7 separate regions of the Mus musculus genome follow, and regions 1, 3, 4, 5, 6 and 7 are each linked to region 2. The links are chromatin contacts, called in public ChIA-PET, Hi-C, HiChIP or PLAC-seq and promoter capture Hi-C maps. All regions are on one chromosome and are shown on one strand. The core of a region is the stretch at or near the end of the contact, and the rest is flanking DNA. Distances in the headings are between cores, read along the strand shown.

Evidence for each region. Promoter capture Hi-C pulls out the DNA fragments that hold promoters and counts their contacts. Hi-C and Micro-C count contacts between places; a contact is called where the count stands out from the background. ChIA-PET counts read pairs in DNA pulled down with a chosen protein or histone mark. HiChIP or PLAC-seq counts read pairs in DNA pulled down with a chosen protein or histone mark.
Region 1: a contact with region 2 is called in an H3K27ac HiChIP or PLAC-seq map of embryonic stem cells, with 7 times the contacts expected there. The contact joins the enhancer-like site here to the promoter of Sdk1 in region 2. A contact is called at or near these places in 11 of 39 promoter capture datasets (cranial neural crest, embryonic stem cells, frontonasal cranial neural crest and 5 more), 6 of 484 Hi-C or Micro-C datasets (the HL-1 cell line, embryonic stem cells, neurons and 2 more), 8 of 115 datasets of contacts at active chromatin or transcription factors (embryonic forebrain, embryonic hindbrain, embryonic midbrain and 4 more) and 3 of 9 other capture datasets (adipose tissue, embryonic stem cells and pancreatic islet).
Region 3: a contact with region 2 is called in a promoter capture Hi-C map of hippocampal neurons, with 6 times the contacts expected there. The contact joins the enhancer-like site here to the promoter of Sdk1 in region 2. A contact is called at or near these places in 6 of 39 promoter capture datasets (embryonic stem cells, frontonasal cranial neural crest, hippocampal neurons and 2 more), 7 of 484 Hi-C or Micro-C datasets (the HL-1 cell line, cerebellar granule neurons, cerebellum and 1 more), 7 of 115 datasets of contacts at active chromatin or transcription factors (craniofacial prominence, embryonic basal ganglia, embryonic forebrain and 4 more) and 2 of 9 other capture datasets (adipose tissue and embryonic stem cells).
Region 4: a contact with region 2 is called in an H3K27ac HiChIP or PLAC-seq map of VIP interneurons, with 5 times the contacts expected there. The contact joins the enhancer-like site here to the promoter of Sdk1 in region 2. A contact is called at or near these places in 9 of 39 promoter capture datasets (cranial neural crest, embryonic stem cells, frontonasal cranial neural crest and 5 more), 3 of 484 Hi-C or Micro-C datasets (cerebral cortex, cortical neurons and lens fibers) and 9 of 115 datasets of contacts at active chromatin or transcription factors (VIP interneurons, embryonic basal ganglia, embryonic forebrain and 6 more).
Region 5: a contact with region 2 is called in a Hi-C map of cerebral cortex, with 5 times the contacts expected there. The contact joins the enhancer-like site here to the promoter of Sdk1 in region 2. A contact is called at or near these places in 5 of 39 promoter capture datasets (cranial neural crest, hippocampal neurons, liver and 2 more), 1 of 484 Hi-C or Micro-C datasets (cerebral cortex), 3 of 115 datasets of contacts at active chromatin or transcription factors (bone marrow-derived macrophages, embryonic hindbrain and embryonic stem cells) and 1 of 9 other capture datasets (macrophages).
Region 6: a contact with region 2 is called in an RNA polymerase II ChIA-PET map of memory CD8 T cells, with 7 read pairs. The contact joins the enhancer-like site here to the promoter of Sdk1 in region 2. A contact is called at or near these places in 3 of 39 promoter capture datasets (the HPC-7 cell line, pre-B cells and trophoblast stem cells), 1 of 484 Hi-C or Micro-C datasets (CD4 T cells) and 3 of 115 datasets of contacts at active chromatin or transcription factors (embryonic forebrain, large pre-B cells and memory CD8 T cells).
Region 7: a Hi-C map of olfactory sensory neurons shows a contact between it and region 2, with 3 times the contacts expected there. The contact joins the enhancer-like site here to the promoter of Sdk1 in region 2. A contact is called at or near these places in 11 of 39 promoter capture datasets (cranial neural crest, embryonic stem cells, epiblast stem cells and 5 more), 3 of 484 Hi-C or Micro-C datasets (embryonic fibroblasts, olfactory sensory neurons and uterus), 8 of 115 datasets of contacts at active chromatin or transcription factors (craniofacial prominence, embryonic basal ganglia, embryonic forebrain and 4 more) and 2 of 9 other capture datasets (embryonic stem cells and pancreatic islet).

Annotation. Positions count from the first base shown.
Region 1 is chr5:141,578,664-141,582,580 of GRCm38.p6, reverse strand. It overlaps Sdk1 (sidekick cell adhesion molecule 1), which reads right to left. Exons shown (of 45, transcript NM_177879.5): 2 at 129-288. Among named protein-coding and RNA genes, the nearest start is that of Gm24131, 14 kb to the right of the region's middle. Within about 2 kb of position 2,005, at least 3 of the 459 cell types and tissues checked have an H3K27ac peak or open chromatin away from gene starts, as enhancers often do. A contact at or near this core is called in embryonic stem cells, where this site is marked.
Region 2 is chr5:141,239,175-141,242,962 of GRCm38.p6, reverse strand. It overlaps Sdk1 (sidekick cell adhesion molecule 1), which reads right to left and starts at 1,429. Exons shown (of 45, transcript NM_177879.5): 1 at 871-1,429. The coding sequence starts at 1,114.
Region 3 is chr5:141,696,230-141,700,354 of GRCm38.p6, reverse strand. All of the region lies in intron 4 of Sdk1 (sidekick cell adhesion molecule 1), which reads right to left. Among named protein-coding and RNA genes, the nearest start is that of Gm24131, 130 kb to the right of the region's middle. Within about 2 kb of position 2,069, at least 14 of the 459 cell types and tissues checked have an H3K27ac peak or open chromatin away from gene starts, as enhancers often do. A contact at or near this core is called in cerebellar granule neurons, cerebellum and hippocampal neurons, where this site is marked.
Region 4 is chr5:141,618,292-141,622,494 of GRCm38.p6, reverse strand. The region is part of intron 4 of Sdk1 (sidekick cell adhesion molecule 1); the gene reads right to left. Among named protein-coding and RNA genes, the nearest start is that of Gm24131, 54 kb to the right of the region's middle. Within about 2 kb of position 2,419, at least 1 of the 459 cell types and tissues checked has an H3K27ac peak or open chromatin away from gene starts, as enhancers often do. A contact at or near this core is called in VIP interneurons, where this site is marked.
Region 5 is chr5:140,888,870-140,892,946 of GRCm38.p6, reverse strand. It overlaps Card11 (caspase recruitment domain family, member 11), which reads left to right. Exons shown (of 25, transcript NM_175362.2): 12 at 1,879-1,961; 13 at 2,878-2,978; 14 at 3,794-3,846. Among named protein-coding and RNA genes, the nearest start is that of Gm52831, 38 kb to the right of the region's middle. Within about 2 kb of position 2,661, at least 60 of the 459 cell types and tissues checked have an H3K27ac peak or open chromatin away from gene starts, as enhancers often do. A contact at or near this core is called in cerebral cortex, where this site is marked.
Region 6 is chr5:140,946,009-140,949,783 of GRCm38.p6, reverse strand. The region is part of intron 1 of Card11 (caspase recruitment domain family, member 11); the gene reads left to right. Among named protein-coding and RNA genes, the nearest start is that of Card11, 53 kb to the left of the region's middle. Within about 2 kb of position 1,558, at least 90 of the 459 cell types and tissues checked have an H3K27ac peak or open chromatin away from gene starts, as enhancers often do. A contact at or near this core is called in memory CD8 T cells, where this site is marked.
Region 7 is chr5:141,524,096-141,527,992 of GRCm38.p6, reverse strand. All of the region lies in intron 1 of Sdk1 (sidekick cell adhesion molecule 1), which reads right to left. Among named protein-coding and RNA genes, the nearest start is that of Gm24131, 40 kb to the left of the region's middle. Within about 2 kb of position 2,647, at least 11 of the 459 cell types and tissues checked have an H3K27ac peak or open chromatin away from gene starts, as enhancers often do. A contact at or near this core is called in olfactory sensory neurons, where this site is marked.

The DNA.
Region 1 (3,917 bases), core at 756-3,255, 340 kb before region 2:
ACCACACACCTCGCCTCTCACCCTCAGGGCACGGGGACTTGACCCAGCACCACCCTTGTGTCACCAGGTCCTACAAGGCCAGGGGTTCAGCTATAACCTCGCAATCTTATTTTCAAGCCATCAATTACTTATATTCGCTGCTGTAGGTGGTAAGCTCACTGTCGTTCCGTATCCACTTGAATTCCAGAGGCCAGCTCCCTTCAGCCAGGCAGGTGAGCACCAGGCGGTTCCCTTCCAGGTGGATCTGTGGCAGGCCCGGCTCCGTTTTGAAATACGGTGCAACGTCATCTGAGATATTGAAAGAAAACAGAAAGAACAAAGAACCTTTAATGACGCTGAGATGAAAATAACCCAATCCAACCAATAAATCCATCTAAACAATTAATCAATTACATGAACTGGTCTAATTTTCAACAGCAGACATGAAGGCTATGTAGCCCAGTGAAGTAGCAAATAATTCCTGATACACCAGGAAAAAGCAACAGCCTATGAGAGTCTCCAAAATACCGAAAGGTCCAGAAAGCACCAGATATGTTCACGTGGGTCCTTCCTATTTAGAACTAATACCAGACTATTAAAGGGATACACCAGAATGTTCTGGATCATGCAAGACACTGATTTCATTGTTTTGCTTGTTTGTTGTGACAAGGTTTCCTGTGTAACAGCCCTGGATGTCCTGGAACTCACTCTGTAGACTGCGCTGCCCTCAGACTCACAGAGACCTACCTGCCTCTACCCTCTGAGTGCTGGGATTAAAGGTGTATGACACCACCTCCTGGCCCCATTGTCTTTATTTTTATGTTTTTATTTTGTTATTTTCACGTGTGAGGGTGTGCATGCATGAAGGTATATGAGGTACATATTAGATGTCTTCTTTGATCATTCTTGGTAGGTATCAGATGCCTTCCTCAGTGGCTAACCACCTTATTCATTGAGGCATGGTAGCTTCCATGAATGCAGAATTGAGTGACTCTGCTAAGCAAATACCTTCTCTCCATGGAGACCTTCTGTCTCCATCTACTGTGTGCTGGGACTAAAGGCAGGCGTCACTACTGCCTAGAGTTTATGTAGGGCCTAAGGAGCTGAACTCAAGTTTTCACATCTGTGTGGTGAGCACTTTATCCACTGAACCATTTCCCTACCCCCAGCCACTAATGAAAAACCTGCTTTCAAAGTAAAGTTCAAGTTTATAAAAGCCATACTTCTTCATATAACTTGTAGATTGCTTTGTTTTAGGAAGGGACTATATTAAACAAAGGAATGACAAGCTCACAATCTAGTGTTCATTTCACACACGCACTCAGGGGAGACAGAGGGAAGCTTTAGGGAAGACCAAAGTCTACTGATGTGATGAGCATGCTCACTTGTGACAATTCAGAGGATTATTCATATAACTTACAGATTTTGCACAGATGCACTAACACTTTTTAAAACATGGATACAGCACATTTGGTGACTAGCTCAAGTGCCATCACTAATTAGATCTATGACCTTGATCAGAACACACAGGTTTGTTTCCACATCAATAAAATGAACGGAAAGGGACTTGTGACTCTTCTGCTAAGATCTCACAAGGCCCACTGCACAGCGGACATCTACACACACTTCCACGGGGCAGAGCAGAGCGCTCTCCTACCACAGGCTCTTTACTCTGTGCCTTCCTACACTCTTGGCGGAATACTTATCCTCATCCAGGCTGTCCTGGTAGGTGGTTGTGGTGGTTGTGGTTGTTGTTGCTATTGTTAATTTGACAGAGCTAGAGTTATCTGGTAAGAGGAGCGTCAGCTGAGAAAGCACCTCTATCAGATTGAATGTATGTAAGCCTGTGTGGCATTTTCTTGATTAACAACTGATGTGGGAAGGCCCAGCTCAATGGAGGTGGTACCGTCTCCAGGCAGGTGGTCCTGGATTGTATAGGAAAGCAGACTGAGAAAGCCAGGAGGGGCAAGCCACCGAGCGAGCAGTCTTCCTCTACGGCCTCTACTTTAGTTTCTGCCTCCAGGTTCCCTCCTGCATTGAGTACCTGCCCTGCCATCCCCTGACAATGGACTATGGTCAGAACCAGTAGGCTGAGTAAAACCTTTCTTCCCCAAGTTGCTTTTGGTCATGGCGTTTTATCACAGCAGTAGAAACCATACCTAAGACACAGGTTAACTCCCAGAACCCCTCCTGCTGACCTGTCTTACAAACTAGATATTTGTAGTGGATAGCCCTGGGTCTAATTATATTTGATGGTAATTCCATTCTCCCGTGAGTGGATGTGAACAAGGAATGAGTCAGCACTCAGGTGATTTCCGGTAAACCTGCTTCCCACCTTAATTTGTAAAATAAAGGAGAGCTGACGATTGGGCAGATAAAAGGGAAGGTGGAGCAGAAGGTGGGGGAGAGAGGAAGGAGAAAATGGAAGAGGGAGAGGAAGCAGAGGAAGAGGAAGAAGAAGAAGAAAAGTGGAGCAGAAGCACATGGACTGGGGAAACAGCAAGTTCTAGGGGTCTCATAATGGGTAGTAGATGATACATAATGGTACATAGATGGTAGTGTAGCAGTAGATCTGCCCAAGCTGGGTGCACAGCATGTATTCATATTAACTGTGTCCTGTTTTCTTTGCTGGGGCATATTTGGGTTGGAGATATATCGCAACATATATTCATTTTACTCACATCAGAGTGAAATGAAAGCGTTTACAGGTTACATCTTGTAATTTCTCCTGTCTTACTAAAAGGATGCAGAACAAAGTAGATGTTGAATAAAATACATCAGCCGACTAAGCACAACACGGACAGCACGTTATGGTGGAAGAGATGGAAAGGAACAGTAAGGAGAGGTTAGTGAGGAACTGGTCATGGCAGTGAGAGACAGGGGACTTATAGAGGAATTGATGGGTTTCCGGCCTGCATGCTTTACAATAAACACGCACTGAGTGAATTGGAGATATAGTTCAGCAACGCTGTGTCTGTCTATAGACATAACTGGAGATGTGGCTCAGTAGTACAGTGCTTGTCTATAATTCCCTAGTGAAGGGCAAATCCTATAGTAAAAGGGTTAGGGATGGCTCAGTGGTGGAGCCGCTGCCCAGAATCCCCCAGTGAGGGGCTGGGGGTATGGCTCAGTGGTAGAGCCCCTGCCTAGAATCCTCCAGTGAGGGGCTAGGGGTGTGGCTCAGTGGTAGAGCCCCTGCCTAGAATCCCCCAGTGAGAGGCTGGGGCGTGACTCAGTGGCAGAGTGCTTTCCTCACACGCACCAGTTCTGTCTTCAATCCCTATAACCACAAATAAACAAACACACAAATATGCGTTTATCCTATGGGATAGACCCTGCAATCAGCATTGGGAATAGGAAGAGACTAAGACGTTGTCACTTTCCCTTCAGTGGGTCTGATCTGGATCTCATGCGGGACTATAAACAGCCAACAGTAAGGTGCTGTAATGACATATGCCACTCAGTGTCAGCAGGAGCCACTAATCCAGGTCCTATTGGGAGAGTCCCACATGCTTTCGCTCTGAGCCGCTTTTTAACTGAATCCTCAGGTCCTGATTGTCAACTGTGTGTCCAATTTCCCTTTCTGCTATGTACTTCAGCCCAAATCGTCCACTCCTATGACCCAAACAGTGTAATAAAGCCGAATTGCAATAGATATAACTCTGTGCCTTGGGGTTCACTGAGCCGCAGGCTTTATTAATGGCCTGCCATTTGCTCTCTCTTTAACAATAGAAAAAGAAATGCCACTTCATAGGGTTCCAGTGTCCTACACGCATGCCTCATAAAAAATACATCTTTTTGAAAGAAAAAAGCTTTAAGATACAAGCTCAAGAATGTGAATTTGTGACTACACCTGACAGAGCATCATCAATTTAAAATATTATACGATGGTTTGGAATTTAAATGACACCACAGTTCGATTCTTCATAGAATGCACG
Region 2 (3,788 bases), core at 180-2,679:
CATCTCTAAAGTCCACCCCAGGGATGTTCAATCCTAATACAGTCTATCCCAGGTGATGCCCACTCCAAGACTCCAGTGTGCACCTCCACAGCCCAGCCAAGGGGTATGCATCCATAGTTCACCCCAGAGGTGTCACCCCAAGACTGTGTAACTCTCTATAGCTCAGCCCTGAGGTATCTACCTGCAAAGTCACCTCAGTGATGTCCACCCCTAATATAGTTCACCCCAAAGGTGTCACCCCAAGACTTTGCAGCCCTGAAACTCAGTCCAAAGGTATCCACTCATAACATAGCCCATCCCAGATGGTGCCCACAAAGTATACCACAGGGTGTCACCCCTCAAGCTCAGCTCATAGGTGTCCACTTGCAAAGTCACCTCAGAGATGTCCAGTCATAATGCATACCAAGTGGTGCCCACAAAATTCACCCAAAGGTGTCACCCAAGATTGTGTACCCCTAAACCTCAGCCCAGAAGTATATTACTTGCAAAGTCACCTCAGGGGTTTCCACTCATATAGTACATCCCAAAGGTGTGACCCTAAGACTACACAGCCCTGAAACTCAGCCCAGATATACCCACTCACAACATAGTCTATCCCAGGTAGCACCCACAAAGTACACTGCGGGTTGTCACCCCAAGATTGTGCACCCCTGAAGCCCAGCCCATAGGTGTCCACTTGCAAAGTCACCTCAGAGATGTCCACTCATAATACAGACCAGGTGGAGCCCACAAAGTCCACCCCTGGGGTGTCACCTCTGGCGGCGCGCGCTTCAGGAGTCCACCCCGGGACTGCGCACCCCTAAAGCCCACCCCGGGAGGCACCCACAAAGTCCACCTCGGGGGTGTCTCGGCGGTCAGGCCCGCACCTACCTTGCGCCAGCGCCCGCAGCAAGTGCAGCTGGAGCAACAGCAGCGCCCACCACCCGCGGCCCGGCCTCAACTTTGCCGCCCGCCGGCCCGCGCCCGGCCCGGGGGTCCTGGGCGCTGCGCGCAGCCCTGGGCACTCGGGGTCGCAGTGGTGACCGGTCCGGCTCCTCCGCGGCCGCCCGGGCCCCGCTCGCTCAGGGGGCGCCGCGACTCCGCCGCCCGCCACCGAGGGCCGGGCGCGGGCCATGCCGCGGAGCCGCCACCCCCGGGCGCCGCGGGACGGGCAGGGCGGGCGGGAGCGCGCAGACCCGCTGAGGCAGCGGCGAGCGCCGAGGGGCGGCGTCCGGGCTCCGATGAGCAGCGAGCCGGGTCGAGGAGAAGTTGTCAGCGAGCGAGGAAATGCCCAGCACGTCGCCCCCGCTCCTCGCAGCCGCACAGCGCCGGCCCCGCAGCGCTCTGTGAGGGGAGCTGAGCAGAACGCCTCTGCCGCCGCCTCTGCCGCCGCCGCCCCCGCCCGGCGCTGAGGAGAAAGTGCGCCCGCCCGCGCGCCGGCTCTCGCCTCGGCCGCCGCGACCGCCGCGCCCCATTCACAGCCCGGCCGCACGCGCCGCCCGCGCCCGCCACCCGCATCTGATTGGCCGAGCCCGGCGGCTCTCGCGCCTGGGACCCGCCCCCACGGCGCTCGCTTGTTTTCAAACTCGCCGCGCCCGCCCGCTTGCAATTTCGTGCCCGGGCCCAGAGCGACTTCCCGCGCCCGCTGCGCCCCCTAGGGACCCGCGGCGGGGATTGCAGCCGGCGCGCCGTCTCGGCACGCGCTTCCCCGGCGGGCTTGTCTGCGGGGCGTGCTCAGGCGGGGCGGTGCCTGCTCCCTTGCCGGGAGACCCCAGGGGCTGAGCTGCACGTCCCGCGGGTGGGACGACACCAGGTGTGGCGGCCCCCTGGCACCGCAGTCCCTACTGAGCCCGAGGGACTAGGGATCGGAGGGCCAGTGGGCACGCCCCTCCATGCGTCCCGGGAGCCTTCCTGCTTCCAGCCAGGGACTCTGATGCTGGGGTGGTTCCGAGCCAAGTTGCTGTCATTGCAAAGGAGAAAGGCGCGCGATCGAGTTTTCAATTCCCAGCAATCAGAAGCACCGTGGGGCGCAAAGACGCAACCTATTCTGAGGAGTGGACATGGCTTTGGAAGAAGTGTCCAAGGTCATGCGTGGCCAGCAGGACCACAGTACAGGGTACTTCCCGCTGTGCGTGGGAGGATTTGGAGGAAGGACCTGCAGCGTCAAGGATCGGACATCCCAGGGCCTGGGGAGTCTGCAGGGGTGGAGAGGTCGGGATGGGCGCGGACCCTCAGCAGCATGTGGTAACCATTAGCTGAGTTTATAGGGTGAACTAAGCACGCTGGAGCCTAGAGGCTGGGACTTTTGTGAGAGGGAAACTGGAGAGAGAGGCGGGTAACAGTCCAGTCTTGCGTTTTTAGGAGTTATCGGAGAGCTTGTGATGGAGTTTGAGTGAGGTCATATATGACTAGAAGGCCAAAGAGACAGCGAGTGTGCCCTGCCAGGGGCTGGCTCCCTAGGAAGTGTGTTGTGTCAGCTTACAAGTACTTGTGATTGATGATTGTCCCTGCTAACAAAAAGCCCCAGGCAAGGGGCTGAGACTCGTGAGTTAGCGCTAATTCCTGTTTGCAGAGTCCCTGTACTGAGCTGCCTCTTGACACATCTGCCTGTGTTAACAGTTAAGGAAAAGTGGGGAAACTGACGCCCAGATAAAATTGGTGGGTTATGAGCTCTATCTGAAGACCCAGTCTCTGCCTTTTGCCCTTTCCTACACATGCTATGAAAAAGCAAAGGAATAAAAACTGCATCTAAAATATTCACTGTTCTCTGGGGCGGGGGAGGGGGGGTGCGGGGGGAGGCAGGGCTTCTAAATGGGCAATGGTTGCTAGGTAAAAGAAGTGTCCCCTCAGCGATGGCACCCCGAGAACAAGTGGATTCTGGCAGGAGTGGAGGAAGGTGGTATTTGTAAATTTCTGTTGCCAACTATGTGGATTTCTACAAGCTTACAGGCTTATGTAAATGCCAAGAGAACGATAAATGAGCAATGTCTGCTGTGCTAGGGGGTGGGGCACGACGCGGGGACACTGGACTCTGGGAGGGTCCAGGCAGCATCACCTCCCCCACCAAACTGCTGTCACTGGTGTTTACAAACGTGAAGTGACCTCTAAGGTCAAGGGTGCAAATCTTGCCCTCTCCTCCTTTAAGCACCCCTGCCTTGCTCAGAGATGGAGGGTGGAGTGGGGGCAGGGGCAGGGCGAGGTTGAGTATGTACCTGCGAAGCAGTTTTATCTGACCTGGTGGGCTAGCGCTGCTCTTCCAAGTTGTGAAATTTGGGCAAACTGCTGATTAAGTTTCTGGAAAAAAAGTTGGGACTAACTCCCATCTCACAAGTCTGTTGCAAGAAAATGACCTAATCCGCACTCAGTAAGAGCTCATCGCTCTCCCTGGCCTTCTCCCTTCCCCTGGTCCCCTGTGGCAGTGCTTGTCAAGAAACACCCTTGCTCCACCAGTTTCCTGTAGCTCAGCTTTCCCTATTACCTATAATATCTATCTTTATACCCTTATGACAAGGGCACCAATGGGACTTAAGCAGCTTCTTGACTTCTGCATACTCCAGAAATGTCCACAGCTTTTTTTTTTCCTGTGATTTAGCTTGCAGTTAGCAGAAAGCTTCATGCAAACTTGCTTGCAAATGAGAAAAGGAAGTCAGGGTATGGTCGGTTTATGGGAGATCAAGATAGAAGGCATTGCTGCTACAGAGAAGGTCTGGGGACCCCTCAGGGAAATGTTCTATTCCAGTATCATCCTGGGAAAGTAAGGCTCTATTACAGCCTCCATCCTATAGTGGAAGAAATGAAGCCAGAAGGGT
Region 3 (4,125 bases), core at 820-3,319, 460 kb before region 2:
AGTTCCATTTTGCAGCTTTTACAATCATTTGGAAAGGGAATAGAAACTTTAAAGAGAAATGCAGAGCACAGGAAGGACTTTGTACCTCTCTCCAAGTAGGAAACAAGAGAAAGACCGAAGCCCAGGGAGAGGTTAATGGCAGCTGGGGCCATCAGGAGGAGGTGCCAGCGCCGGCTCACAGTGGCAGCCCATCTCAGTAATAGGGCTGGTAGCCTTTTCTGGGTTCTCTGTAGGTAAAGTGAGGTCAGGAGGAAGCCTTCTCCAGGGGACCATGGTGTGTTGTCAGTGGCCAAGTACAGGGCAGAGAACTCGCCCCACATTTTCTTTCTCTCAATTGTTTTCAGCTGAAATCCATCTACTTACTGAGTGGGACACTCCCATATTCCTTCTTTTATGTCACAGATGCTGAAAGAGAAACATCGTACGCCAAGGAAGGAGGACTCAGGCAGAGTAGTCAGGGCTGAACCCTAGTCCAGCTCAGCTCTCAGCATCTGACTCAGGCTGCTAACAGGAGGAATTACCCTTTCCCTGGGCTCCATGATATCCAATACCCTTTTCTAGATTCACCAGCACCGATACTCACATGAGCATACTCCCCTGTCCCCGGACACATGCACAGATGCATAATTTAAAATAAATAAATAAATAAATAAATAAATAAATAAATAAATAAATAAAGGAAACCCTCAGAGATGCTTAGTTGTAAAGTATTTGCTTTGCCAACACAATGACTGGAGTCTGATATTCGAGTACTTTTATAAGTCTGCCAGTTACTCTTGTTAGCACTGGGGAGGTGGACTCAGGCTGGCCCTGGGGCCTTATCTAATTGGTCAATGAGAGAACCTGGATGACAACCTGAAGTTGTCCTCTGGCTTCCACATCTGTGCAAACACAATGAATGCTATCACACACACACACACACACACACACACACACACACACACACACACAGAGTGTCAATAGTATAGCTAAGAGAAGTAGATGTTAGTATTGATTCTCTCTCTCCCTCCCTTCCTCCCTCCCTCCCTCCCTCCCTCCCTCCCTCCCCCTTCTTTCCCCCTCTGTCTTTCCAGAAGTCAATCATTATTTTTCTTTGTTTTGTTTTGTTTTGTTTTTACAATACAGGCCAAGTGCTCCGAATCTGATAATTCTGATTCAAAGATGTTTAAACACCTGAAAAAAAAATTCAAACACCAAGATGACAATCAAAAGGTTTCAGATCTTAAAGCATTTTGGAGTTTTAGATTTTCTGGGTAGGGAGGCTCAGCCCTTAAGATCGATATGGACACTGCAAAAGCTAGACCACTCTGATGTCCAAAATGCATCCATCTCTCAGCATTCCAGATGAGGGGTCATCCATTCGCTGAAAAATTAAAGGGGAGCCCAGGAGGGCACCCATCCCAGGCCTTCATAGTCCTCTTTGGTGAGCCAGTGAAGGGACTGGAAAAGAAAAGGCCAGACTCTTAGCTTGAAAGCTTTATGTAATTTACATAAATCTGCATGTTGAGTTCAAAAAGCACAGATCTGCAATATTCAAGTTAATTAGGACAAACTTATTTAATATGAATCCAATATTCAAGAATAACATAGATAAAATACAGAGCCATTTAAATAAACCGATTGTTTTAATCATTTCTTGATTAGGATAGCTAAAATAAGCTTTGCAGACATATGGCAGTGCCAGCGGGGTGCTGGTTCCCACACTGTGACTGCAGGGAGCAGAGTGAAGGCAGGGAACAGCCCCAGAGCTGGGTTGACAGGGCTGATGATAGCAGGCCTGTGCTTCAGCGCCAGCAAGGGAGACAGCCAAGGGCTTCCTGAAGTGCTGGCTGCACTTGAGCCTCAGGCTGGTGCCTCAAATACTCCAGCCATTAGATCCTGGGTACACTTGAGCCTCAGGCTGGTGCCTCAAATACTCCAGCCATTAGATCCTGGGTAGGTGGTGGGGAGAAGCCTAGCCAGTCCTTAACCTTCCTCTTAGCACATAATGCAACTGGAGTTCAGGGCTGCTTCTTTCTTGTCCCTTGTAGAGGAACTGAACCTTTAGATCTTCACTTTGTTCAGAGAGTCAGCCATCTGACAGGATGATGGGTTGGCATCTAAAATATCTACCTACATCTTGTCATCAGTGATGGGTTCTGTACTGGCTGGTTTTATGTGTCAACTTGACACAGCTGGAGTTATCACAGAGAAAGGAGCTTCAGTTGAGGAAATGCCTCCATGAGATACAACTGTAAGGCATTTTCTCAATTAGTGATCAAGGGGGAAAGACCCCTTGTGGGTGGGACCATCTCAGGGCTGGTAGTCTTGGGTTCTATAAGAGAGCAGGCTGAGCAAGCCAGGGGAAGCAAGCCAGTAAAGAACATCCCTCCATGGCTCTGCATCAGCTCCTGCTTCCTGACCTGCTTTAGTTCTAGTCCTGACTTCCTTGGTGATGAACAGCAGTATGGAAGTGTAAGCCGAATAAACCCTTTCCTCCCCAACTTGCTTCTTGGTCATGATGTTTGTGCAGGAATAGAAACCCTGACTAAGACAGGTTCTATGAAGGAGGGGAGGGCAGGCAGTCAACCACCTCAGAGCTGTTCATCCCCTCAGGAGGTCAGCGGGTTTCTGAGACTTGTAGTGTCTGTGCACCTGCTGCCAGCCCTGGTCCTCTTCGTTCCGTCTGCATGTCAGGCATGCACACAGTGCCTGAATCCAGTTAGTGCCTGCTCTTGTCAACCTTGTACTCCTCCAGGGCACCTGGTCTGGGAGGGGTTAACTCAGAGCAAGCCAACAGTGTGTATGTGCTGGTAACATATGTGTGTCGATTCCTTCCTATAATATGGGGCATATGTGTATCTTTATATTTACAATATGAAAGTGCCTCTAGCCATCCCTCCTGTCTCCTATCATTAAGAAGGATGCAGCCAGTGTGAGTAGGTGTTCAGGTGACAGTTTCAGAGGGAGGTGACGCTGGACCCTTCACTCCATCCATTCCTAAGGTAGACCCAGGCTTATCCACCACAGATCACAAGCCTACAAGCCTCCTCCTGTACAAAGTGACCCTTTACCTGCCCACCTGATTGCACTGTTAAAGTCTCTTCAAAGAAAGGGGCTAGAAAAGGTGGGGTCATGCCTTCTAAGAATGAGCGCCCCATGCCATCACTGAGAACTCCAGAAAAAGTCAACATTTTCAAAAGTCTGGAAATTAATCAAAATCTTACACCAATCTGAGTACTCACTGCTCATTCAAGACAGACAGGAATTCTACTAAAACAGCAGGTCACAGGTGGTTTTACTGGCCCCATTCCATAGCTCCTTTCTTGGTATAAAACTACCTATTTTTAAAAAAAAAAAATTCTTAAAACCACGGAGGCTGTGAAAGCCAACAGGCCGAAAGCCACTGCCGAGGCCAGGAAGGAATTGCTACTCTCTGACCTGTTGAGAGGCTCTCTGGGAAAGTTCCACTCTCTGGGTTTGCCTTTATTTGACCCAAATCAGAGCTTACTTAGTGCAAAAAGGTTCAGCCTCTAGGGAGTTTGTTGCAAACAATCAGTGACAATTGTTCAACACCATAGCTTCCCACAGAGCCGTACTGGTCAGAGCTAACAAGTGTCTTCCCATGACGTCTGAAAAGGAAGCCATTCTTGGCAAGAGTAGGGAAGAGACAGTTTGTAAAACCCCTGACATCCCTGGGCTGTTTAGAACAGCACATGCATGTGCAGGCTGTGAATACACATAGAAAAAGACCTAAAACAGCCCTGATGCTTCCCCTCTGGTGACCTGTCGTGTCTCTGGACAAGCAAGAGGGAGAGTTAGGGCTAGGAAGGTGGTTAATGTATTTGCTGTGCAAATGTGAAGACCTAAATGCAATCTCCAACACTCACATAAAAGGCCGGTGTCTTAGTTAAGGTTTTACTGCTGTGAACAGACACCATGGCCAAGGCAAATCTTAGAAGGACATTTTAAATTGGGGCTGGCTCACAGGTTCAGAAGTCAGTCCATTATCATCAAGGCAGAAGCATGGCAGCATCCAGGCAGGCATGGTGCAGGAAGAGCTGAGAATTCTACATCTTCATCTGAAGGCTGCTAGGAAAAGACTAGGTTCCAGGCAGCTAGGATAAGGATCTTAAAGCCCACACC
Region 4 (4,203 bases), core at 1,170-3,669, 380 kb before region 2:
TGAGGTAGAACCCACAATCTGATCCAACAATGTCTATAAGGCAACCCTCTGCCACACTGTCCGGCAGTCTGTAAGAGAACAAGACTCCTCGGGGCCATCTCAGCCACCTCTCACCACACAAAGCAGGGGCTATCTTAGTCACTTCTCACCACACAGCAGGGGGCCATCTCAGTCACCTCTCACCACACAGCAGGGTTTTAAAGCACAGACCTCAAGAGGCAGGCTGGGTGAGAGCAATACAACCACCCCAGGTGTGACTGCACACAAGCCCAGAACTAGAGAGGATGGAAACAGGAGGACCTAGCAAAGAAACCAATCAACCAAACAAACAAGCAAGAGAACAAAACAGAGACTGACAAAGCAGGACATCCAGCACACATGTATGCATGTCTCTGCATACATCACAGCACACATATACCACACTACATCAAAACAAAATGACCAAGTCCCCTGCCTTGGCTGTACCCACTGTGGATACCTGTTGCTCTCTGAAGCATTCACAATAAAGGGCCCCAAAGTCATCTCAACTTGCTATCCTCACTGCATCGTTACATATGTACTTTAAATGATTATCCATTTTCTAGCTTAGAGACAATATTAAAGGTAAGACAGACATTTCTGATGGCATACTTCCTTCAAGTTCAGTATTCATCCTCACACTTGGTCTTAAGTCTTTGGGCAACGTCATGTCTTTAAGACATCCCCCCTGCCCCTTACCTGTGAAGGCTGCTTGTCACTCCACAGAGCTATCGCATCACAGAGTCAGTTGGCCCCTGGAAGTGTTAGCCCTTGTCTCCTCTGTTACCGTGAGCAGTTTGCTTCTCATAGTGGCTCTATTCCAAATAGGGCTGCTTGTAAGACCTCTGGCTCTGAAGCTCGGCAGCTAACCCAGGCTATGCCCAGGCTGACTCGCATGGCTCCCTCTTGAAGCTTATTTGACATTTTGACTCTGAAGGGCATTCGTTCCGGGAATGATCACTGTGGCGATCTCTCCCAAGGTCACCCTCACTCTCTGTTCCCTCTGGAATTTCCTACACATTGACTGAGCACCCCCACCTTTCTATCTCATACAAGCTCCCTTACACAGTTTCCATAGTTGTATCTCTGCACTTAATCTGAGTGTTTGCCTCAGATTTACCAGAACAATCATCTCTCTCAGCTTAGCTGCATAGAGGCTACTTTTCCACTCCTTCGGTTGACTTTTAAAATAAATGAAAACATTTTGCACTGCAAGGAGTTTGGCTTTTTTTTTTTAATTAGCACATGAAGGGGTGTTCAACATCACTCACCACTGAGGGAGACGAAAATTAAAAGCTCAGTGAGGAGAGAAAAACCACCAATGAGACACCATCAGACATTTCTCAGAATGGACAAAGTAAACCTAAAACGGAAGCAACACTGTACACCAGCAGATTAAGTAAGTCTGCATGTGCTGTGGTGTCAGAGGGGGAGCAGCGAAAGTAACTGTGCACACACCACTGGTGTCAATATGAAATGGAACAGTCAGGCTGCGAGAGAGGCTGCTGTCACCTTAACAACAAAACCAAAAACGGAACACGCAACTAGCTCTGGGGTGTCTGCTCCAGAAAAAGTGAGTCTCCCATTCACAGAAAACCTCATGCAAGAGTGCTCACAGTGGCTGTACTCATAATGGCCCCAATCCGGATACAACCCAGATATCTATCGACAGAGTGTCAATCATACAGAAGCTGGTGTATTCACACAACACTCACACACTACAATAGCAACCCAACCATTCACACCGTGACAATACCATGAAGCAGAAAAATCTCAGCACCTATGGAAAAAAGCTGGGCAAGGCCACAGGAACAACTGTAACCACCTCAGTGCTGGTGGGGGTGGAGGCAGGAAGATTGCTGCAGCTTTGCTAGCTGTCAGCCTAGCTCCATGCTCAGTGCGAGATGCTGGAAATAAGGGAATAAGCAGAGAGTGATAGGATTCACAGCATCCTCCTTGGCTGCTACCCATGTATCCTCACACATGTGCACATACATCAGATACACATATACCATATAAAGGCACATGAACAAAAAGTGGTTAAAATACTAAATTTCATGTTATATAGATTTTGCCACATTCATTTTTTTTCAAAACAAAGGAGTGTTCCTCTTCTAAGGACTTTATATTGGATACATAATGAAATTATTACTTATTTTCAGATTCTGGGGTCTGTAGGATTTCCGTGGGGGTCTCCTCTCTACCTCTGCCTGTTCCTTCCTCATAACTGGCATTTTCGCAAACACATCAAGCTACTCCCTGCATCCGAGCATCCATCCTTTGGGTCTGTGCATGGCTGGTGCTCCTCAGCTGCAGACATCATCCTGAGAGCCAGCACAGCACAGAGTGGGGGACTCTGCGATCCAACAGTGCCAGCGTTGCCTGGCTGTTGGCCTCTGCCCGCCTTCCTTCTCACCAGTAAATTTGGGATAATCGCAGTCCTCACTCACTGGCCGCTGTGAGGATTAAATGACTCATTATAAATAAAACACTTAAAACACTGCCTGGCAACTCCAAAATTGCTAATTATTATTATTATTAAATGTCATATTGAGACTATCATAGAAATTAGGTTGAATGAATGAAGCCAGACACAAAGGATTTCATATTCAATGATTCCATTTATATGAAAGTCTAGAATAAGAAACAATCAGCAGTCTATGGTAATTAGATTAGTTGGGAAGGGGAGCTAGAGGAGAAGGCACGAGGCGCTTGCTCCACTTGAACAGGGGAGAATAAATCGGTGGGCACAGTTGCAAAAATTCACCCACCCATGGGCTGAAAATCTATGTACTTTATATTAGCCAAATTATAACTCAAAAGTGTCTGACATTTATTTGAATAAGTGTGTGTGTGTGTGTGTGTGTGTGTGTGTGTACACAAATGGATGTACATTCATGCATGCATGGTGTGTGTGGACCAACAGACAATTTTTGTTGTGTTTGGTGTAGTTCCTCAAGAGCTGTCTACCTTGCTCTTTGGGTCAGGGTTTCTCACTGGCCTGGAGTTCTCCAAGCAGGCTAGGCTGACCAGTCAGTGACCTCCAGGAGTCTTCCAGTCTCTACCTTCACAGCACAGGGATACAAGCCTTGTTTTTATTTTATGTTTTTAAGGTGCATTCTGGGAATTGAACCCTGGTCCTCATGTTTGCAAAGCAAGCACATAATCAACTGAGGGAATCTCCCCAAATATTAATACTCAATTCCAAGGAGCCCTCTCCCTGGACCAGAGCTCCATTGTCCCTCCTTGGTCAGGGCACCCTTAGCATCCCTTCCTACATGCTGCTCCCACGTGAGAACATTGCCCGCCTTACTAATGGCAGCACGTTTGATGCCTTGCTCTCCTCTTGGCGCTGACCTACCAGACTGGTGCTCAGCATTGGGCAGGTATTCAGTATCTAAGAACTCAGGGAAGGGAAGAGCAGAGCTAAGAGGGAGAGGGGGACAAAGAGAAGGAGAAAGACAGGAGGGAGGTGCAGAGAGAGGCAGTGGGTGTGGCCGTGGGCTCCAGTCTTCCTATCAACACCGCCAAATATAAGCACAGAAAATGGACTTATAAACACTTCCCTTGTACTCTCCTAAGTTTTAAGAACAAGAACCAGTGGGGTAAAGTGGAGAAAAGTAAGTTGCTCAAGACTAGAACCTGGGCTGGCGCCCCCATATTCTAGCCAGCTTGACTCATGCTAAGTAAGGCTCACTTCACAAGTATAGATATGTTCTATAAACAGTCACAAAATGCCCATAAAACATAATATAAAAATTTTTAAAGCACATTATTTTGAAAGCTCGGTTAACTATAAAAATATTATTACAACCAGATCTACTTCATGCGAGCACTGAGTTGTGGCTCCCAACACAAGTGCTAATTTCAACAGATCTTTCTTGGAGCAGCGGAAATGAAATGGTAATAAGTTAATGGATGCCTGAGTATTTAAGCGTGGACAATTATGAGCCCGGCTGTTTGTATGTCACCTGGGATGCTGTTTATTGCCCATACTTCACAGTCCGGATCGTTACTGGCAAGCCGTCTATCGAAAAGCCGGCTGGAGTTTTGAAATATTCAATCTACAAACTTCACATTTCCAGGAGAACATGTGTGGGGATGCCTGTGCTCACACATTCCTGTCAGGTAGACTACAGGATGCAATCTGAGCACAGAAACCCGCAATTAAGCAAAAGAATGGTG
Region 5 (4,077 bases), core at 1,412-3,911, 350 kb after region 2:
CCTGGGTATCAGAGTGCAGCGTTTCAATCAGTCAGTAAGTGCTGCTCATCACCATTCAGGGCTCTGTCCACCAGCGTGTCACCTCTGTGGCCCTCTTGGCCAAATGGAGCATCTTATTTTTTATTTTTGCATGCATATTTGTGTGATGCCCGCATGTATATGCTTGTCTCTGTGTGTGCACATGAGTTGTCTATACAGAGATCCCAGGCTAACCCTGGAAATCTTCCTCAATTGCTGCTCAACTTTGTTCATTGAGGTAGGGTCTCTCATTTGAACCCAGAGCTCATGGGTAAGAGAAGTATAGCTAGCCGGGTTGCTCCAAGTTGTCTCCACTTTCTGAATACCAGAATTAAGACGGCTGCCACACCTCCCAAGTATTTACATAGATGCTGGAGATCCAAACTCAAGCTCTCATGCTTGCACAGCGAGTATTAGCTACTTTATTTACTAAGCCAGCTCCCAACTCCTGAACTGAGCTCATCAGTAAAGGGACTTTTGAACTTCCTCACCCAAGATTTTGGCTGGCAGTGCCCAGATGTGTGAGCTACAAGTTCAGCCACAAACTCCTGGCTCTCCAAAGCTTACCATCTTCAAGGTTCTTCTCTCAGCCTCACATCTACTCTAGGAGTGGCAACTGTCTAGGGAAGGTTTGCAAGACAAACAAAGCTCCCGCTATATGGCAAGTGCTGGAAGGTTCCAGAATGTGCTCCGCAGTCTGGAAACTCAGATCGGGGTCACAGGAAGAAGATGGAAAGTGCCCAGGGACACCCCCAGGAAGCAATTGAAACAAAATTGGGACATTCACTTAAACTGAGTCTGGAAACTGGATGAATTTAAGTCCATAGACTTACAAAGAGAGGAGCAGAAAGTGTGGGGTGGATCTGGGAAGTTTGGGGTACAAAAAAAGAGTATTAAAAGTGAGACCCCGGACAGACAGGAGTCACAAAACCCAGAGGTCCATTCTGACTGCCTCAGCTCCAGTCTACTATAGTGACTTTAGGGAGGGTAGGGAAGAATAGTACAGACCTGAAGTCTGACACCTGGTTGAGCTCCCTTGCAGCTATGTTAGGTGTCTCAGTGACATTCTTTATCCAAATGTGATGTGCAAAGATCCTGGGGCCTGTGACATACAGATTAAACACCCAAAAGGAAACAGAAGGATGCTAACCAACTAAGAGCTGTGCTTTTCGTCACTGTTAACGAAGCCTGGCAGGCTGCCTACTGTGAGGATCTAGTGGTGGAAGTATAACGCAAGGCTTCCCTCACAGAGCATACATAATGGGCACCGGAGTCTACACGGCTGTGCACACACAGACAGGTCCTGGCACCTTGGAGGACAGGAGCCTTGTAGGTGGCAGGTCGGTCACACAAAAGTTGAGAGCCCCTGAAGAGCAAGAGACAACATGGGGGGCTTTGCTAAGGAAGTGACGAGCTTGTCCCTCTTTTGGCTGTGCTCTGCCGTCAGCCCACCTTGTCGAGCAGGGAAAGGTTTGATGATGGGGAAGATGGGCATGCGTTTTCCCTACCTACCCAATGCTTCTTCATTGGGTGGAGGTGGGAATGGGGGGGGGACCCCCTCCATGAGTCCTCAAAGACAGGTGACATGGTTTAGTCTTGACTGGAGCCGCCCTTAACCGGCCTGGCTTGGGGCAGGATATGCTATCCTGAAGAACAGAAAAATAGCGCCACCTGCACGCGAAGGAGAAGCAGGGACTTTACTAATGTTGCTTCCTGGGTTTCCACAGGGGACAGAACAGTCCCCTGCCCACCCATGTCAGGAGAACCCCAAGTAGAGGTTTTAACTCCCCTCCCCCTCCCGCTCCCCCCTCCCTTTTCTCTCTCCTCTGTTTTCTGGGCCCGCGGCTCTGATGAGGACAGTCAAGGGGCACGAAGAGGATTTCACAGACGGCAGCCCCAGTTCCTCCCGCTCGCTGCCTGTCACCAGCTCTTTCTCCAAGATGGTGAGCTGCCGTAATTTCCACTCCACTTACACACCTTCAGAGTCCCCGGGCTGAGCCTGGGGCCTCGCTGATGTTTATTTAAAGAAGTTTTCCTTTCCCCAGCCCAGCAATGTATTCACACCTTCCTGCTGCCTCCATTCCCAATTTAACACTTGGTGGGAGGAGGAGGCGGGCCTCCTAAGGGCCGGTGGGAAACAGGACCAACTCTGCAACTTCACAGCCCTATGCAACCCCGGCCATTGTCCTGGGAGGCTTTGGGCAAGGCAGGGGTTGATGGAGCAGCAGGAGAGGGCGTACCCCCACTCCTGTACAGAGCTAGGTAGGGTCCCAGCCTTCTGTTACATCCAGCTATCTATTTGTAACCCACAGAAGGCACAAGATTAGAAATTCTAAGCCTGAGGGGTGCCCTGGGAAAAATGTCAGCTCAGCTTCTCAAATCAGACCCTGAGGGAGGTAGAAATTTGGTAATGAATGTACAACAACGGTCTGGTACCAGCTCCCGTGCCAAATCCAAGGTCCTGTTCCATCCACCGTCCCACCTCTCCCCTACCCCTCTGCAAAGCACCCCTCTCCACACCCACCCTTTCCAAGGCAGAGCCCGCAGCTGTGAGGCACAGAACCCAGTCTGTGCAGGGTCATGAGGCCTCGGCTCTGCCTCCCCAGCTCAGCGGTTTCCGTCTGCTTCTCCCGGCGAGCAGCTGTGGAAGCAGCTGTGTGCCAAGCTCCTCTGACTGCCCTGGGCTGAGCCCAGCCTCCTCCAGCCAAGGTCATACTGAGGACCAGCTTGCTCAGCCCATGCTTCCCAGGGAAGGGTGGGAACATCCCAAGTTAAATTTAGTTCCCGTGTATATAATATTTATGCCCGCCGAGGCATCGCAGATAAATATCCGGTAACACAGCTGTGCCGCATTCACAGCAACCCCATCGGAGCCGCAGCAGCATCATGTCAATCACGGCAGAGCCCCCGGGAAATGACTCCATAGTCAGACGCTGTAAGGAAGATGCGCCACACCGGAGGTGAGTGAGTGGCAGCTGGAGGCCTTGGCTAGGTGACTGACCCTGTCTCCATACCATATTGGTATGAACTCCTTAAACCTCTCAACAACGTTAGAAAGAAAGGCGAGGGAGGGCCCACTCCACATGGGGAAGTTGAGGCTTGGAGTTGGGGAACCACCCTCTTCATAAGCCTGGTCCACACTGACCTGTGGAGAATACCGGCTCGGTCCCCCAGGGGGCGCACCCTTCTGAACAGCTTAGACCCATGTTCAGGGACCTTACAGAAGTCTCACAGACCCACCTACACCACTGTGGCCAGCCAAGGGCTAATCCCACCAACTCCTGCCTAGAGGGCGCTCTGCGGCCTCAGAGTCATCTGAACATGCGTAGGGAGCAAATGTGTGTGGTGTGAAAAGCAGTCTTCTTGGCTCTCTGGGAAATTTATACCCCAGGCTGGCCTCTCACGGGCGATCTCCCTGCTTCTGCCTCTCGAGTACTGCGATTATTGGTCAGTACCCACCATGTCTAGCTCCACCTGCGCCACGCCCTCAAACACACACACTCCCTGCTCCTTTTGCCTCCTCCTCGGCTGAGATGCGGTCTCTACAGGCCACCAGGGCAGCCTTCCTACTTCCTTACTTCCTCTTCCTCACCTACTCCTCGCTTCATCCCACCCTCCTCATTCCCCCATCCCCTCCCATGATGGCCTCTTAGAACCAAGGCCCGAAGGAAAGCCAAAACATTCTAGAAGTTTCCCCTACCTTGTTCTCCTGAAGCACACATTCACGCCAGTGTCGTCTCACCGCCCCCCCTCCCCCCGGGCTTGTTTCTTACAGCACGGTGGAAGAAGACAACGATAGCTGTGGGTTTGATGCCTTAGACCTTGACGGTATGTATGTATCTGCCAGGCCCGAAGGAACCCCGGAGGGCAGGGTCTGCCCCAAAAGGACTCAGAAGGAAAGCATGGGAGGAAGTCTGATCGTAGACTCGAGCCAGAGACTAAGCTGGCTCTGTGGTTTATAGGCAGAGCCAGCCACTCAACTGAAGAATAAGCAAAGCCATGGATCTAAAATAATAATTATAAGACTCGGAATGTGGCTCATCCGTAAAGTGATTTCCC
Region 6 (3,775 bases), core at 309-2,808, 290 kb after region 2:
AACAGACTACCTCATGTACCTGCAGACAGATGCTTTTTTTCTGGAATGCCAGGCCCCCGTTACCTCCCAGGTGGAGCTCTTGATCTCCTGGGTGAGGATCTGGCATGGCAGCAGGAGCCAGTTGCACAGGGGGGTGCCATCAAGGATGCTGGGGAAGAGAGGCTCCTGGGCACCCCTTCTGCCACCCATGGCTCCTGCACCCTGGCTCTCTGCGCTCTGCACCCCAGGTCTCTGTGCGCTGGTCTGAGCCTTGTTCTTACCCAGGAGCTCAAATCACCCACAGACTCCACGTAGGCAATCTTAAGCAGCTGGTGTTTGGGGGTTTACTGTGTTTTTCTTCCTTTTTATTACTTTTTAAAACCATGTGTGCAATGTGTATGTAGCACATGTGTGTGTGTGCATGTTAATTTCTACATGCACACTGGTATGTAAGCAAGTGTGTGCGGTGTGTGGGTGTCAAGAGCTGAGGCTAATGTCAAGCATCTCCATAGATCATTCCTACTCTGTGTTCTTTTTTCTTTTGGTGTGTGTGTGTGGCTGTGTGGCTGTGATGTGTGTGTATGATGTATATCTGTGTGTGTTGATATTCGATGCAATGTGTGTGTATGTCTATGTTTCTGTGATGTGTGTTATGATATGTGTTTCTGTGCTGTGTATATAATGTGTATGTGATATGTAATGGGATGTGTGTGTCTGTGATGTGTGTGTATGATGTGTGTGTGTGTTATGTGTGTGTCTGATATGTGTGTGTATGATGTGTGAGTATGATGTGTGTGTCTTGATGTGTGTGTATGATGTGTGTGTATGATATGTGTGTATGATGTGTGTGTGATGTATATGTCTGTATGTCTGTAATTGTATGTGTATGATGTATCTGTCTGTAATGTGTGTGTATGATGTGTGATCTGTGTCTGTGAAGTGTCTATGATGTGTGTATGATGTGTGTATGATGTGTGTGTCTGTGATGTGTGTTATGATGTGTGTGTGTGTGTGTGTGTGTGTGTGTGTGTGTGTGTGTGTGTGTGTGTATCTGTTGCATAATGTATGTGGACTTGTGTCACAGTCCTCCTGTGGAGGTCCGAGGACCACTCGGTGTTCTCTCCTTCCATGTGTGTTGGTGCTAGTGATCAAACTCAGGTCCTCTGGCTTGTGTGCCCAGCATCTTTACTTGCTAAGCCCTCTCCCCAGCCCTCTGCTGACCTTGGAGGTCACTGGTTAGCTGGGCTGTCTAGCCAGTGAAGTATGAGGATGTGTCCCGCCCCCAGCCCCACCCTCAGCTCCAGCACTAGGATTATAAGCGCCTGCCTGCCAAGTGCCTGGCTTAGTTTTGTCTCTTTCTGTTGTGGGGACAGATTCTCATACTATAGCCCAGGCTAGCCTCACGCTTGCCATCCTCATGCCTTAGCTTCTTAGCAGCTAGGATGACAATGTGTACCACCACATCCGTCTTCAGGTTCTGCTCAGAATAAAGCAAAAGGAGAAGTGTGCAGCCCACCACCGCCTCCCTCTGCACCTGCTAAAAATAGTTGTAGCCTCCTCAGAGTGCGGCACCCATGTGGGCTTCCGGGGGAGGCTGTGGCAGCCTGCCAGCGTCAGCACTTTCCGGGTGCCTTGCTCCCCACAGCAGAGGACAGGGAATTTGAGAGACTCCTGGACAGATGCCCCTGCCAAGCCCAGGATACGGCTGGTGTAGAAGCCCATGAGTACACCTCCCACAATCCCTCTGTGGCCTGCATAAGCAGAGCTGCCGAAGCTGTCTGTGTCCCGGGCCTGCTGGTGTGAATACTCTCCACACCTGGTCCTTCTGCTCTTGTCTGTGTGGGTGTGCTCGGGGCCTTCAAACATGTCCCTTCACGCTTTTTACCTTGGTGCTTGGGATGAAGCCTAGGGTCTTTTATGTGTCCAGGCAAGCTGTCTACCACTGAGCTACACACATCCCTAGCCCTAAGGCTTTTATGATAGGGACTCTGTGTGGCCCAAGATGACCAGAAATCCTCCTGCCTCTTCCTGCCCCAGTATTGGGATGACAGGCATCCCTTACTTTGTCATCTCCTAAACTGGATGTGTATTCTGGGCTGCAAGGGACCCTACATCACACTAGGCTGGGCTTGTGCAGAGCCCAGAACTGGCCCATGGAAGGCTCTCCACGAACCCCGAGGTTCCATGGGAGCAATATGTACCTGTTTCTTCTGTTGTCACACGTGGGTTCCTTGTTTCTTCTAACTGAGCACACTGTCACAGTTGAGGAGTGGGGTTAGTGCTTGAAGTGTGTTTTCTGGAAAGCTGGAGATGTTCGCAGCCTTCTCTGGGGGGAGCTAGATGAAGTATGTCATGTCTGCTTTCAGCCTGTGGCCCCGCAGAAAGGCGACCCTCTCTGCTGGGGAAGGATTCTTTCCCGCCACCCCCAGTGCTGTCAGCTGGTTCCCATGGGGTTGCTTATGCGTGTGCACATGAGGAGAGGAGTGGGGTGCTGTCCAGCAAAATGCCCCAGGCTACCCTGGGAAACCTGCACTTGAGAGTCATATCAGGCATGTGCAGGGTGAGCCACTTCTCCCAGAAGCCTTGAACAAACCTGGGGACCCCAAAGATGGCCTCCCCTTAGAAGCCACTGAAGGTCACCAGAATGTTTGACTCTAGACTGGAAGTCTATGAGATGTCTTGGGAAATGCACCTTGAAAAGGCTTGGAAGGGGCAGAGGAGGTGACTGAGAAGGCAAAGCATTTGTCTTTTAAGGATGAGGACCCAACCTCGATCCCAAGATTCGCTTTGAAAAGGAACGTCAGACAAGATGAGAGGCTGAGGCAGGAGGATCCCTGGGACTTAATGACCAAGTAGCATGCTTCCTTGGTGAAATCCAGAACAATAAGAGACCCTGTCTCAAAGGAAGACACCTGCAGTATGTCAGTGACACTGAGGTTATCCTTCAACTTTCACACACAACACACACACACACACATAAACACACAAATACACACATACATACATACATACATACATACATACATACACACATACACACAAACACACATACACACACAAACACACACATACACATACACACAAACACACACATAAACACACAAATACACATACATACATACATATACATACATACATACACACATACACACAAACACACACATACACATAAACACACAAATACACATATACTTAAACACATACACACATAGACACATTACCTGTAAACCTTCACACATGGGTGCACCCACACATGTGCGTGCCACACTTATGCATAAAAGAAAAAGTGAGAGAGACTTTAGAAGCCCCATGAGCTGTTTGTTCAGAGACAAGCGACCACACACAGCTGGCTCTTATAGGATTAAATTCATTTCAATGGGTTGAGAATTAAACTCCTTAAGTGTAGTCCCAGAACTTGGGAGGTTGAAACAGGAAGATCATGCGTTAGAGACCGTCTGCGTGACTTGTGAGTTCCAGGCCAGCCTAGATAGAGAGGAAGGCCTCAAACAGAACGTGGGGAAGTTGGAGGCTGGGGAGTGGCTCGGGCAGTTAAAGTCAAGCCAGGGGGTCAGAGTTCAGATCCAGGACCCATGGATAGGCTAGTGGGTGTGTCAACCTGCTTATAAGTCCAGCCTCAAAAGGTAGACACAGGGAATCCTTGGAACAAGCTGACTAGTGAGACTAGCCGTGTGGATGAGCTCTGGGTTTGATTGAGAGATCCTGCCTCAATGAATAAGGTGGGAGAGAAATTTAAAGTGATTCCCAAACTTCAACCTCAGACCTCCACACACAAGTG
Region 7 (3,897 bases), core at 1,398-3,897, 280 kb before region 2:
AAGGAACAGTCTAGTGTTTTGGTTCTGGGGTCTCTTGCGTGTGTTCTCTCTTTCCTTCGGTCATAGACATCATTTGCAGCGGTGCCTCCTCTCCTGTAGTTCATTGCTCATTCCTGTCATACTGGAGTGCTTTCTCCCAATATGTTTCCACACGATCATTGTCCTTGACATCATGTTTTATATCTCTGAGGTTAACCTTAAACTCCTCACACTCTGCCTCTACCACCCAGTCACTGGGTTACAGGAGTGTATCCGCACAGCTTGTTGATCTGGTCCTGGGGATGGAACCCAAGTCTTCATGCACACTAGGCAAGCATTCTATCAACTGAGCCACACCCCATCCCTCTACATAGTCTTCAGGAGGAGAACTTTATAAGGTCTGTGCAGCTAGGGAACCTGGATGCCAACGCACCCCAGCTTGAATGACAGCTCACCTGCAAACAGGTGAGAACTCTCATGCTCATTTACATCTTAGCACCTGCTCTCAGAAAGCTTTCTCCTAGACGCTCAGTGCCCTTGGCTGCCCTCCTCAGGCTGCAAGTGTCCTCTTCTCTGCTCACAGAAGCTCCAGCTACCTGTTCTGGCCCAGGGTCTCCAGAGGCTTCCCTTAGTTCCTGGCTCCCACATCTGGTGTCTAGCTTTTTCACACTTGCCCCAAAGCTAATGTGAGTTCGCTAGTCACCTTCTTGGCTAGGATTGAACTTTGGCACCTGCTTTTAGATTTAGGGATGATATGTCTGAGCATTTCCCATGATGAGCAGAAACGAGGGTGCTTTTTTAAAGGTAGGGGGTCAAAGTGGGTTAGCAGGTTATTTCTGGCAACTACAAAGTACATTCTGAATGGTGGGAGATGGAGTGTGATCCCACTTGGAGTAACTTTTAACAAAAGTGTTGCACAGATTCCCAAACAGCTCAGCTCATCTTACAGGTGAGTGCTGGTTCTCAGAGGCAGGCACCCAATGGACATATGTTCTGTCCTAGCTGAAGCACAGTCACAAACCTCCAGGCTGGCGCAGCACAGATCTGAGATGTTCACTGTGGATAAACTCACAACTGAGTGTGTTAATCTAGTCTACTTTATTTTAATGAGAAAGTGAAGGAAGTGTGAATTTAAAAAGAAAACATTGAAAGGAATATAAAATATTCATAACTTACAACCCTCTAAATAATCCATGACCAGAGAGACTTACTCAGCTTGCTTGTTGGAGACACTATGTAGTGGAGGGGAAACACAGACCTTTTGTAGTGTGGCATCTGATAGTACCTCCTGAAGCTTAGGGAAGCAAATGTGAGAGCCAAGTAGAACCCACACAGGAACAAAGTAAGACAAGTCACTGGATCCAAATGTGGGGACCCAGGCTCGTTTCAGAAATGAATGACTGAGTACTTTTTAATGCATGATAGCGATTACCACTTAGAAAACTAAATACCAAACACCCTGGTTAGCATTAATCGCCATAAAATTTGTCCTGCAACATTCCCACCATTGGCCATGCTTACTATGGTAACAGGCTAACACATCTGCACCATGGAGGAGTGAGAGACTCTGGGATAGAAAGAATCCTATCTCCACAAGTCTCCTTCCTGAGCTACATGGCAGACAGACATTCAGGGGAGTAGAATTTCTAACACAGAGTTGGTGGACAATCCTAAAGCCTAGAATTAGACATAAAGATGAGGGTGAGGGCAGGGGGAGTCAAGAGAGTGTGGTGCACAGAAAAGAGATGACACTAGTAGAAAGCAGTGGGGATGGAGATAAATAAAGATCCCTGAATGTTTATTTTGCATGCTAGGAACCCTCTCGCTGTACTTACAGATACAACAATGGCTAGGGGTGGGGGAGCCATGTTCCATATGTAAATAAAACATGTTAGGTGAGTGCGAAGAAAAGAAGCAAACTAGGAAAGAGGCTGCTCTGGAGCAGGGGCTAGCGAATGGAAGCTCAGCAAGAATGAATGGGACTTGGGATGAACATCCATGGGGGAACCCCGGGAACTGGCCACTATCTGAGGGAAGAAAACCCTATCCTAAAAGAAAGAAAGAAATGCCACCCCCTGAAGCACAGCCACTCAGGAAGGTGAGACCAGCTGTAAGGAGGTCACACGGGGTGGAGAAGAAGAGCAGTGTGTGGAGCATGCATGCTTCCAGGGACCGTGCCTGATGCAAGAACACCATTTTAAATCTGATCGATGCATACAACCAGCCAAGCTGTAGAAGCAGTGGGCAAACGTGACAGGATTCAGGACACTCCTCCAGACACAAATGAAAGTTTTTCCAAATAAACTGGATGTGAAGTATAACAAGAAAAAGTAGGCAAGGAAGACTCAGGAACTATGTTTCCCTGGCCCCCACCCCCAGCCTGGGAAAACAGCAAAGGCAGAGATGTTTTTAAAGAAAAAAAAAAAGAAAAAAAGCTAAGGTGAATTCAAGCATGTTGCTAGGTAGTAAGGCGCATGCTCAGAGGATGCTGGCCCTGATCCAGTCTCCATGAACGGAAAAGAGAAAAAGACAAAAGGGAGGAAAAAGAAAGGGAAGAAGAAGAAGGAGGAAGGAAGGTGAGAAGAGGGAGGGAGGGACAGAGAAGAGAGGTGTCGGGGGAGTGTACACTTGGATGGCAGCCACGTATAGACTGTGCTTCCACAGAAAGTAATTAGTTGGACACTTGTGTTTCTCAGAAGCAAAACAAGGCCCCCCAGGGATCTGCTAGCTGGAGGCCTTCCGCACATTCTGAAGAAGCATATTATGTTATGATGAATACCATTTAAAACAATTTTTGTGATAAAACAAACATTCCTAATATGAAGGCGAAGTCAGCCTCTGAATGAGTATCTGAAGATAAAACGGCAGACTTCAAAGCCAGGCAGTGGCAGGCTACTGTGCAAGTCCTCCCTAGTCTCCCGGGGCTGTCCATTTCTCTCTTCTGCCGATACCAGTCGTCCCCAGGTCTTCCAAGTTCTGAGAGCTCAGGACTTTTAAAGTTCTTTCTACATCAATCACCGAGAGACATTTATTGAGTGTAGAACGGTGTGCCCAGAGCTGGGGAGAGAGGGGTTAACAAAACATAACCCTGACCCTGTGAGATCTCTCACTGCTTGCTCATACTAAGTTCACTTGCTCTTGGTTTTGTTTGGGTGTTTCTTTCAAAAGAAGAAGAAGAAAAAAAGCAGCATCGGCTTCATTTGTAATGAGAAGTTCAAATGTTTATGATTGGAAACTCTTTAGGAATTCCAAGCAGATGTGCAGTGAGCTGAGCAGACACTGAAGAGCTCTAGCCAGGTAAAGCAAGTGCAGGACTCTAAAGGATGGAGTGGGAAGGAGTCGGGATAAATGAACACGTCTGGGCATGGATGGGGCTGAACTTCTAAGTGTCCTGGCACTAAATCAAAACTTAAAAGGAAGAGGAAAAAGCATGAAAATTCTTGGACCTTAAAGGTCTTTTTCCTGGAGATGGACATAAGCCCACTCCCTGAGGATCTTCAGAGACAACCATGATGGATAACAGTGGACAAAGCTCACAGCTAACTATTTTACAGAGACTGTGGCTTTGTTCACACAGAAGCTTCCTGTGGTGGTGAGCTATAAAGCCAGACAGCATTTCGGCAAGCTACTCAATTCTAAAATCCTTGTGAGGGTTGCTTGTCTACACCGGGGTTGTGTTTCAGGTGTACATATTGCTTTTACAATAATAAAAATATTTGTCATAGTTAGGCTTACCATCTGAGTTACAAACGACTCAGAGAAAAGTGCTTTCAACAGGAGCGCGCTCACTTTCGATTTTCCTTCTGCTACCATGCTTTAAGTTGTAAAGAATAAATTCCGTAAACAACTGGAAAATTTTAAAACATTCAGTTTATGTCTTTGAATGGCCATTGTCAAAAGGCTTCTGTCAAACTTACT